2 separate regions of the Oryctolagus cuniculus genome follow, and region 2 is linked to region 1. A link is a contact called in public Micro-C data. All regions are on one chromosome and are shown on one strand. The core of a region is the stretch at or near the end of the contact, and the rest is flanking DNA. Distances in the headings are between cores, read along the strand shown.

What was found. A called contact is a pair of places that touch in the nucleus more often than the background predicts.
Region 2: a Micro-C map of ear pinna shows a contact between it and region 1, with 3 times the contacts expected there. The contact joins the enhancer-like site here to the promoter of NABP1 in region 1. A contact is called at or near these places in 2 of 6 Hi-C or Micro-C datasets (ear pinna and an unstated tissue).

What each region holds. Positions count from the first base shown.
Region 1 is chr3:48,583,558-48,588,933 of mOryCun1.1, reverse strand. NABP1 (nucleic acid binding protein 1) reads left to right here and starts at 1,338. Exons shown (of 6, transcript XM_070070458.1): 1 at 1,338-1,468; 2 at 2,133-2,271; 3 at 4,727-4,798. The coding sequence starts at 4,737.
Region 2 is chr3:48,630,354-48,636,137 of mOryCun1.1, reverse strand. No RefSeq gene overlaps it. Among named protein-coding and RNA genes, the nearest start is that of NABP1, 46 kb to the right of the region's middle. Within about 2 kb of position 4,082, at least 3 of the 8 cell types and tissues checked have an H3K27ac peak or open chromatin away from gene starts, as enhancers often do. A contact at or near this core is called in ear pinna, where this site is marked.

The DNA of each region.
Region 1 (5,376 bases), core at 89-2,588:
CAGTTTCCTTACCATCACAAATAGTTAAGTAGATTCTTTAGAAGTCCTACAATGCATCCTGCTGCTGCCACTATGTAAGTCTAAAAATTACCTGCAGGATGGAGAGCTCCTGGATGAAGACTGCTTGGATTAAATGCCCAGTTTGGCCATTCTCTAGCTCTGCGGTCAAGTTACAGCAGCTGTAAATGAGGATTAAAATGAGCAGTCACCACGTAAAGTAGTTACAAGATTAAACCATCACAGTTTAAGCTGTTACTGTACTAATGTCTTTTTTTTTTTCAATAACAAAAAATTGGCGAGGGAAAAATATTGAGCATCTACTATTTGCTGGACACTAGTCGGACAGTTTAAGATCCCACTTGATCCTCTGTAAAGCAATGTTCCTCATCTCATTTTTCGGATGATGAAATCATGGCTAGGAAGCCTCACCATTTCTCCTAAAGGTCACATAACCACTGACTAGTTTGAACCCGGAATTGTCCCTAAAGCACATGTGTACGTGGCACAAAGCAAGCCTCATTCACTTTCTTTTTACTCCCACCCCAGGGTATGTTTCAGGGTTTCCAAAGAGCAGAGTGCGGGAGTGTCATCTGAGAGAGCAAGGGGTACAGGAAACGTCACTCTAAGGATTGTAACCTCCAGCGTTTGAGTGACAGGCAGGGGACTGGGTCGGTTTGCGTTGCAGTCGGCCTGCTCTCAAGTTGCTGGGTGACCCTCGGCAAAGTACCTCACCCTTCCGGATCGCAACTAAAACATGCTTAGCACCAGACGGCTGGACTGATTTCCTAGCTCCCTCTGGTTTTAAAATCGCAGCCTTGTAACCACAGACCCCTCCTCACCATTCGAGCCCGTTTCCCGTTCGTCCGGGACCAGCCACCCTTTGCCACAACTCGGCTGCACAGCCTTCGTAGCCACCGCTCCCTAAACCCAACCCTTCCCTGTGACCGCGGGACTAAAGGTCAGGGGCGAGGGCCCGAACACCGCCGGCGGAATTACAAAGCAGGCAGTCCCTGAACTTCGCGAGCCCGCAGCAGAACGCCACCCAGGGAAACCGAGACAGGGCAGACCTGACGCTACGCCGCGACGGCGGGGGCGGGAGGAGAGCGGGCGGGGCGGGGCCGAGAGCGGATTGGAGGGCCGAGGGGGCGGGGCCCGCGCTGACGGCCCCTGGGGGAGGAGCGACGGAAGCCGCGTCGGCGTCAGGGGCCTGTTCTCGCCCCTTAGTTTCCCCTCCCCCGCGCCGGGCGGGCGTGGCGGCGGGCGTGCCGGCGCTGTTTGACGTCATAAGGGGCGGGGCGGCCCGGGGGGAGCAGCCGGCGCGCGGGCGAGTTCCGCAGTTGCTGTGTGGGACGCTGGCTGCGCAGTGTCTCTGTCCTGCGCTCCGGTGTTGCTGTCACAGTCCGTCCCTTCCCGGAGCCCGGGGACAGACTGGGCGCGCGCCCGTGTGGGAGTGGGACTCAGGGCAGAGGTGTCCCTCGCTGCCTTTTTTTCTTTTATCCAAAGATAGGGGCAGTTCGCACGCTCGCCTTCCTGTCGCGGGGTTGGGAGTGGGGTTGGTGGGCGGAGTGGTTCGTCTTTTTTTTTTTTTTTTTCTTTTGAACTTGTGAGCGCTTTTTTTCTTTCGTTTTCTTTTTTTTTTTAGGCTGAGTGCCGTGCGGGCTGGTCCCCCGGTCCCTGAATAACCGCTTTCTGCCCCTTCTCGCCACCCCCGCCCAAGGTCGCCCCTGTCCCGGGAGGGTGGGAAGCCGCGTCCCCGCCCTGCCTGCGGGTGTCTCCGCAGCCGTAGCCGCACCTGCCTCAATATGAATGGGGTCAACGACCCGCCTCTTTTTATAAAAGATATTAAGCCCGGACTGAAAAACTTAAATGTCGTCTTTATTGTGCTGGAGATAGGTAAGTGGGGTCCACCGCCCTCGGGGCGCCCCGGGGCCGGGAGCGCCGGACTCCCCTCCCCCGCGGCGCCCTCTCCTCCCCTCCCCCACCCACGTGGCCCCGGTGGCCTCCTCCCGGGCTCGGGTCCTACCTGCGGCCAGAACCCGGCGTCCAGTGTAGGAGGAGTGAGAGAGCCCCTTCTGGACGACCTCGTTCGCTAACACACTCCTTCCCCCTTTTCGATTTTTAAATCCTCACAGGACGCGTGACCAAAACCAAAGACGGCCATGAAGTGAGATCGTGCAAAGTAGCAGATAAAACGGGCAGCATCACTATTTCCGTGTGGGATGAGATCGGAGGTCTCATACAGCCAGGGGATATAATTCGGTTGACCAGAGGGTAGGTGTGCTTCCAAGTGGGCTGGGCACGAGGAGCAGGGAGCGCTGTCGGGGTCGGCCAGCTCCTGGGTCTCAGCAGTGCTGAGGAGTTGGGAGCCCCTTGGGAGTTAACGTGGACTGTGTGGGCTGTAGCACACCTTGGCAGTTGCAGGCCACAGCGGCCACCCACTGCACCCCCGAGTTTATGGGATGGTTGTATTTTAAAAACTCTCCTGGGAGTCATTGAGTCTTTTTTAGTAGACTGTTAGAGCCTGTGCTTTCGCTTTTTTGTAAGTTATTTAAGCCGGTACAGTTGTCCCCGCCCCTCCATTTTTCCTGCCCATGTTTCACTTTCTTATTGAGACAATGTGGACACAAGTAAAAAATGTACCTGTGGGATTTACCGTTTTCTGTGTGTCACATTTGTACTTGGAACAACATAAGATGGGAATTTTGCAATGTCTTGGAGGCTCAGTGTCAAAAACCATTTCTTGTGTCTTACAATGTAAGGGCAGGGTTGTACAGAAACCAGAATGTCACCAGGAAGGTGTTTGGCAGGAAGACATCTGTGATACCTTCTTCCAGAAGTCTCAGCCTGCAGATCGGTGGCTTTAACAACTGAGTCACCCCCCCCCCCCTTTTTTTAAAAAGATTGCTTTCAGAAATTCACCAGATCTGTATCTTAGGAAGATAAAAGGCCAAGAGAGGAACTAGAACTAGAAGGTAGAATTTGAAGGTGTTGAGGACCCATAGAATTGTAGTAGTTTTCAGTCATCAGTCACTTCAGGAGAAATTGGTGGAGATCTAGTAAGTAGAAGCTGAGTGTAGATGGTATCTTAGAGGCCTTACAACATCTGCAGGAAGTGAGGTAGAGTATCAGCAAAGCAGGAAGTGAGAGTCAGCCCTTTGACATTTTATTCTCATCCTCTGACTCAAGACACTAATTATGTCTTTTCAACCTAAACAGAAAAGTCCCTATCTGGGAGGTTGTGGTGAAGATTAGCATAACTTGGAAGTTTCCCAACCCTCCAGATATCTTTCTGAAAACAGCATCTGTTTCAAATTTACATATAATGGATATTTTCATCAAAAAATTTGTCAAAAATTAAATTTGGTACCATAGTTTTTATCAGATTTTAAGGAGCACAATTACCAAAGAATACAACTCAAAGGGAGATTCAAAACTAAAGAAGTTTTGACATTGAGAACTTACTACATCTCCATAATACATCTGCTTGTGTACAGTGGAAATAATTAGACCCTAAATACTAAAATAACACTGCTTGGAGTCTGGCCCGTTGTAAGGCCCTCAAGTTCTTGGGAATCCTAAGAGTGGCTGTTGAAGTAGGGCATACCTAGGACAATGCTTAGTTTGAATATTGACATGCTTATTAGGAAACTCTGCAAACTCGATTTCAGCATGCTCATTCTTTAAAACAAACCAAAGTTAAATTAACAAATTTTTTAAATCAAAATGCACATTTTTACTTTAGTAAGGTGAAGTGATAATGCATAGTCTCAATCACTTTGTGTAACTTAAGAACTATGAATGGAGCCTTTAAAAAATAACTCATTAAAATGAAAAGAGCTTTATAATGTGAAACTAGCAAACTTCATTTTAGTATATATCTTTTAAGATGAACTTCACTTTATTTGGTTCAACTCTTTAGTTGATAAAGTCATGAAGTTACCATAGGAGTTGTACAAGGAACCTGGAAAAACAAAACTTGGACTGATTTTATGATATTGATTACATTTTTCTTAGTTTCGTATATAGAATTATTTAATGATGTCATCTGCATTCAGAATTGTTATGAGTAAACACTTGTTTTTCTGCCAGGTTGCTATGGAAATTTATAAATTTTGAAAGCAGATGTGAAAGATGCAAATTTTGAAAACAGCTGTGTGAAAGATTTTTAACTTTAGTTTTTGTGTGTGCGCGCGCGCTCGCGAGTGGTGTTTTGTTTGTTTTTTGTTTTTGTTTTTAAAAGCAACTTGATTATATTATGCTAAGTCTTCAATAGCTTGGCAACCTTGTACCTAAAACTGTTATGTCAGTATTTTACTGGATCATGTAAATGAGTATAAAAGTAAACATTATAGCATTGATTCTGTTTTTTGTGACTTAAAAATAATTTCTGCTTAAATTCCTAGTAATTAAAAGCTTTCCTTTTGATAATTGACTATAAAGTTGAGATTATTTTGGGAATAACAATTGCTTGTTACGTGCAAAAGATTTTGTTATTTTCTAGGGTTAATTATAGTTGATAATTGTGTCACTGTTTGGCTGTAGAATTTTCTTTGTATTCTTTAGTAAGTAGCAAGTTAATCAAAGTTAGATATATTTTATTTACTGTGGTAGACAGAGGGCTTGATATCCGCTTCACCCCTCTCCCAAAAATAGTGTGAAGATTTACTTGATTTAAATAGATAAAAATATACATAATTCTAAAAACCTAATTTATTTTCTTCGGTAGGTATGCATCCATGTGGAAAGGATGTCTAACACTGTATACTGGAAGGGGCGGTGAACTTCAAAAAATTGGGGAGTAAGTATTAAAATGCAATTTTGTATAGTTGAATAAATTGCAAATACTGTCTACAGAATAATTGGTAGGTATAAACTATAAATGCTTCCTCAGCTTTTTTTTTTCCCCTTTTTTTAAGGCGTATACTTTCTTTGACGAGTTTGTAGTGCATGCATATGCTGTCCTGTGGCTGGGAAAGTTAATTTCTCCTGGCAAAGAGCAGTAAGAAGCTGCAGTTGGGACCAGCTCCAGTGTGGCCCTTTGTGTAGAATTTGGAAACATGTATCTTTCAGGTGTCATTGGAAGTAGGCTCTGTCTCTTAGAGGTTTGCCAGATAAGTGAGATTTGAGTTTCAGGCTCTACGTTTACATTTTTTTTTCTGTTTATGGGTGAATTTGTACTCTGGTTGAAAGGACTTGCAGCAATGAAAACTGAGGTCCTCTATTTATCCACAGTCTAGGTACGGTGCAGGCAGCCGCAATGCGAGCTTCCGTACACTACTACCCTGGTAATGATCTCCACCCTGACCTGGAGGAAGCATCCTCTCTAAGGGTGTAAAGGTAATTCAGCCTCCATGCTAGCCTAGACATTTTGGTTGT
Region 2 (5,784 bases), core at 2,833-5,332, 44 kb before region 1:
CCAATTATATAACAATCAGAAAAAGTACTTAAAATATATAGAGAGCTACAGAGCTGACTTATGATATATGTACACCAAAATTACCGGTATTAAATAATCAATGATTATGTTTACTCGCTTAATATATGTATTACTTGCACCAACTATTCTACTGACCAAATTACTTTTAAATTGCATTTTAGACTAACTAGAGACATTTTATGTTTGGTCAAATTATATTTGCTGAAATTTTCTTCAAATTGTTTTCAGCCAAATTATCTGCTATAGTTTATGACATCTGAAACATCTTGACATTTCCAGTCAGGGCTTGATGTGCTGATGATTCACAAAAGTCCCGAAATGTGAATCAAAATTAAGCTTTCATCAGTCCCGGGGCCAGTCTACCTTCTGGAATATTCCCTTCATACAGCATGATGGATCACTCTAATCTTTCAGGAATGAGCAAGAGTTACATTCTGCAGTGTGCTCTACTGCATAATAAATTAATGCAGTAACAGGTGCATGGCTCTGGTAGCTGGTTAAATGGGAACTGGGAAAGAATAAGCCCTTCTTCCTTCTAGTTACTTTAAGCGACAGGTAGCACATTTGTGAATAATAATCTTTGCGAGTGAGGGGGTCCTCTGCTCTGACTGTAATTTAGTGAGATTTTTCTACCTGTCGTAGACCGAGAAAACAGCATTGTGTGATCTCAACTGATTCTGAAGTGACTCTGAAACTTTACAACAAAACTGTTTTTCTCTTTGAAGATGCTGAATTGCCAGAGAAATGACAAAGATAAAGTGAATGATGGAGGTTTGAAGTTGATGTTATCACGTAGTCCCAGCATATGGCCTTTTTGCATTTTGGAATTTCAGGGTATGAGGGTAAGAGATAGGTTTGGGGCTCAGCCTCATAAATGGCTGGTAATAAAGATATCCTGGACAGGAGTGTGGAGAATCCATGCTTCTTCTAAATCCTTTCGAGTCATGCTGATAATCTGTAAAGGCCTGCACATACTGATGTTGTGATTTCAGAATCTTTCTATCTCCAGGATCCCCCAACTCCACCTACCCTAGCATAGATTTAAAGCATTCACTTAAACATGAAATCCTGAACATAAAAGCCACCTTTATGGACCAAGTATATTTGTGGATTGGAAAACAGCCCTAGAATCCATGGTTTCATTCCTAATTGTGCAGCTCACTTCAGGAATGGGCAGGAAGAATGATTGTCTGCTTTGCTCAGGCATTTTCCTTCCATTTGCTCATCTATCATTCTGACAGATATTCCTTAATGAAGTACCAGGACTCTGCAGATACAAAAATAAGCAGAACCTTGGTCCTCGGTCAAGATACCTGCAATTCAAGGGTTAAAAGAAACAAAAATCAAAGATCATAAACCAGTGTGGTAAGTTTAACTTTGGATGTATGGACTGAGTGCTATGGGAGCACAAAGAAGGGATGTCAAATCCAATTTGGAGATGGGAAGGCAAGTGAGGGACTACTTTGAAGAAGTGATGTCTCCTTGGAAGCTTGAACTCTGTACAGTGAGCAAGGTTCATGAATGGATCCAGAAGAACATTTCATTTATATTCTTATGTTAATTAAAGAAATATTCATTTGAGTTCTCCATATAGGGAGATGCTTTCCAGATTGGAAAGAAAGAAGCAAATAACAAATTTGCCAGATTTTCCTAAGCCTGTTCACACACTTAAGAGTAGTTTAGGGGCCGGCGCCGCGGCTCACTGGCTAATCCTCCACCTGTGGCGCCAGCACACAGGGTTCTAGTCCCGGTCGGGGCACCGGATCCTGTCCCGGTTGCCCCTCTTCCAGGCCAGCTCTCTGCTGTGGCCAGGGAGTGCAGTGGAGGATGGCCCAAGTGCTTGGGCCCTGCACCCCATGGGAGACCAGGATAAGCACCTGGCTCCTGCCATCGGATCAGCGCGGTGCACCGGCTGCAGCACGCAGGCCGCAGCGGCCATTGAAGGGTGAACCAACGGCAAAAGGAAGACCTTTCTCTCTGTCTCTCTTTCTCTCACTGTCTACTCTGCCTGTCAAAAAAAAAAAAAAAAAAAAAAAAAAAAAAGTAGTTTAGGGCTTAAGATCTCCTTCCTCCTAATGTACACCAAGAAGAAAATACTGACTCCTAGGACATTCCTGTCACTTGGTACATTTGCTTGCTGTCATTTGAAGGGCATTTGGCCTTCATAGAAAGCCACAGCCGCTTCTACCTTCTTTCTTCTCAACACTCCTTCCTGTGAACATTTCCTTGTAATGAACTCTGTAGCCTTTTACTCTGTGTTGAGTCATTCAACTGCTGCTATATTCACATAGAAGAAACTCCAAATTCAGTCTCCATTTACATGTTCCTGACAAAATTAGTTTCCCACTTAAATGTCCCTGGTTACTGCTTGATTTTATCTTAAAGCAACTCTTCACTTTTCTAAAAGTGATTTGCTACAAATCTAAACTAACTGCAGTTTCAAATCTGTAAAAAATAATTTTAAAAAATCACAAGCAGGGGCCAGCGCTGTGGCCCAGCAGGTTAAAGCCCTAGCCTGAAGCGCCAGCATCCCATATGGGTGCCAGTTTTAGTCCCGGCTGCTCTACTTCTGATCCAGCTCTCTGCTAGGGCCTGGGAAAGCAGTAGAAGATGGCCCAAGTCCTTGGGCCCCTGCACCCACATTGGAGACCCGGAAGAAGCTCCTGGCTCCTGGCTTCGGATCAGCTCAGCTCTGGCCATTGCGGCCACCTGGGGAGTGAACCATCAGATGGAAGACCTCTCTCTCTCTTTCTCTTTGCCTCTCCTCTCTGTGTAACTCTGACTTTCAAATAAATAAATAAATCTTTAAAAAAAAAATCACAAGCAGACAAGTATATCCATTTTCTAGCAGGTACTATTGGTTCTTTCCCAATGTCCTTTCCTTTTCCCAACAGAGATTCTATCTGATCCTGGGTGGATGGTGATTAGTAAAAGCCAGTCATGAGAATTCCATCCCCCTCGTCAGTGTTGAGTTAGGAGTGATCAATCTGGACCCTGTAGGGGAAGTTGGCTGAGGAGTCTCTGAAAAAGATTTCCTCCTCCTAAAAGAAAAACTGGAAGTTGATATCATCTCTGCTTCCTTAGAACACTGCTGCATCTGGATGTGCCTCAGAACCACCATGGCCATGCTTCTGGTGGCTGGAGGAGGAAGCTAACCGAAGACAGAGCTGGTCAAATCACCCAAACACAGGACAAAGCCTCAAGTACTGTGCCTGGACTCTGTCCTACTTGGAGTCTTCTCATTCTATAAGACAATAAATCATTTGATTTAATCCATGATGGATGAGGAATTTCAATTATTTGCAGCCGAATACATTCTGACAGCCAAGAATGCATTGAAGTTTAGGCCCTTTGCTCACAGAACATTTTGTCAGGCATTTGGTTCTACGAATCAGGCCTGTCTAACTTCCCAGTTCTAGGAAACAGCCAGGCTTATCTGATTTCCTAGTTCATGGCAGATTAAATAGCAAGTTAGAAGTGGAGAACCTTAGAGACAGGTGGCTGAACAGGGAAGAAAGAGACAAAGGCAGAAACAAGAACTCAGAATGTAGCTTTGGGGAATTATTTAATATCAGGGCAAACATGCCCTCCTGTGGCTGTAGCCCTTGTGGGTATCTGAGCACAGTTCAGTGACTAATTTGTAATGACTGCCTTGGGTCATCAAGGGAAATTTGCTTTCTGTCTGTTTTGGAGGAGGGATGAAGCTAAATCATATTTAAAAATACCTTTTCATAAACAAGAAAAAGGTTAAATGATTAAAAGGATAAAACACATCTGAAAAGAAACAGAACAATCTCACTCCGTGGCGATGCTCAATAAATATTATACATACATGCAAATAAAATGTTTGAAAGTTTGCTTCATCCAGAGAAAAAGGAGAGGAAAAAAGAACCAGGCAGTGGTTTGATTGCTACTTAGAGCAACTCATTTCTGTTTTGGACCCATGAGAAGCCCCAGCAGAGGCGAGCGAGGCAAAGCTGGTGAATGAGGACATGGTTTTGCTCTTCTGCAAGTGACTTTATTTTGGTTCAGTGGCTCAGCAAGCCTGCCTAAGCTGTTTCCTCTGAAGGCTGCCAGTAGGAAGTAAATAAGCTGCTTGCCTCTCTTGGAGGGGGTTGAGCGGTCCTAATTAAAATGTAAATAATTCTCAAGGCCAACAGCTTGCAGACCAAAATGACTGGAAAGATTGCAGACACTAAAATTGCACCAAGCAAAACAGGTTCTGAGTCTTTGTCTGCACAAACACTGGGCCTACCAGTTGATTTAGTCACCTCAGTGGGAAATCACTCAAACCAAGTCATTTGCAACCATGCACAGGAAACCAGGTGGCTGCTGTACCCTGCTGACGCCAAGACTAAAATTGAGGGTGGCTTGTTTACCAAGTACACAGGGCTTGGACTGCTTAGAGCATGCGTGTTAAGATGAACCTGGGGCTTTTCTGTGATCAGCTGATCAATCTGTGGTCCTGCCTGTGGGCCGCAGCCCAAACCCTCAGAGGTGTGCCCATATTCTGCCAGGGCGAGGCTCTGACGAGGAAGAGGAGCTGTCTGGACAGGCCTTCACCCACCAGCGGGTGACTTTAGTTTTAGCATTACCCTTTATTTGAAGAATACCCTGAAACTTTAATAGGCAAATAAAAAAGAAAAGCCTAATCCTTTTTCTAATTAGCAACAAATGCATATGTGACTTACACATATGAGTGCTCCTCATTTTTCACATGAATAAGGGATATATTAACCTGACTTATACAAAGAATGAAGTAATGTTAGTAAAAATGAAACTTAAGGCTAATTATATTAGTAGTTTTCAAAGGAATTTTTTCTTCACACCAGGGTGTTGCCATCCACCCTTGAGATTGTGTTATTGGTAAATGATTATTATGTTTAGCAGCATTTTCTTGGCATTGTTTAAACACTCTATATTCATTATTTCATTTTATCATCACAACAGGATGGGTACAATTACCAGACCCATTATACAGACAGAGAAATTGCAGTTTATGGGGACACAAAAAGAGAAAATGGTTGGGTCACTGTCAAACATGGATTCATTCCAATGGCAAAGCCTTAACCAATACATAGTTTCTGACAATAGTTGTACTGGAGTTTTCAAATTTTTCTTTCATTTTCTAAATAGAAAGGACCAGATTCCTTTACCTGCATTCTGACCTATTATTCTGAGGAAAGGAGAAGGCAAGGATCACATGCAGAGAATGCTGAGACATTCCATGTGTTCCTAAAGTGTCTCTCACATGTTTGTCAACAGCAGACAAGATCTGGACCTGACCTTACAGTGACTGATTCAGGCCCCTCTAATTCAGCCAAGGTAGTCCAGCATTATCGTATTATCCTGGTCAAGTTCTAAATATATTTTTTTTCATTCCCCTGATGTTTACTTGTTTTTTTAGAATGATTTTTAACAAACTGATTTAAACTTTTTGGACATTGTACACTCATTCATCCATTCAGATAGTTAACCATTTATTGGCTTCAAAGTATGTAGATGATACCAAGTCTGCAGCAGAAAGCATTACACCAGGAGCTTCTGTTTTACACATAGCTTTTCTTGAAACAGCCTACTTTCCTTTCCAATGACCTGGTTTGGGTTCACAAGATGTACAGGGCTTGATTTCTGTGATTTCCACATTAGTCCTACTTGCACTGCCTCTTGGATACAATAAAGTAACTCATGCACTCATACTTTATTTTTTTTTACTATAATTAAACTAACTATGTATATCTTTGGTAATGCATACATTACAGG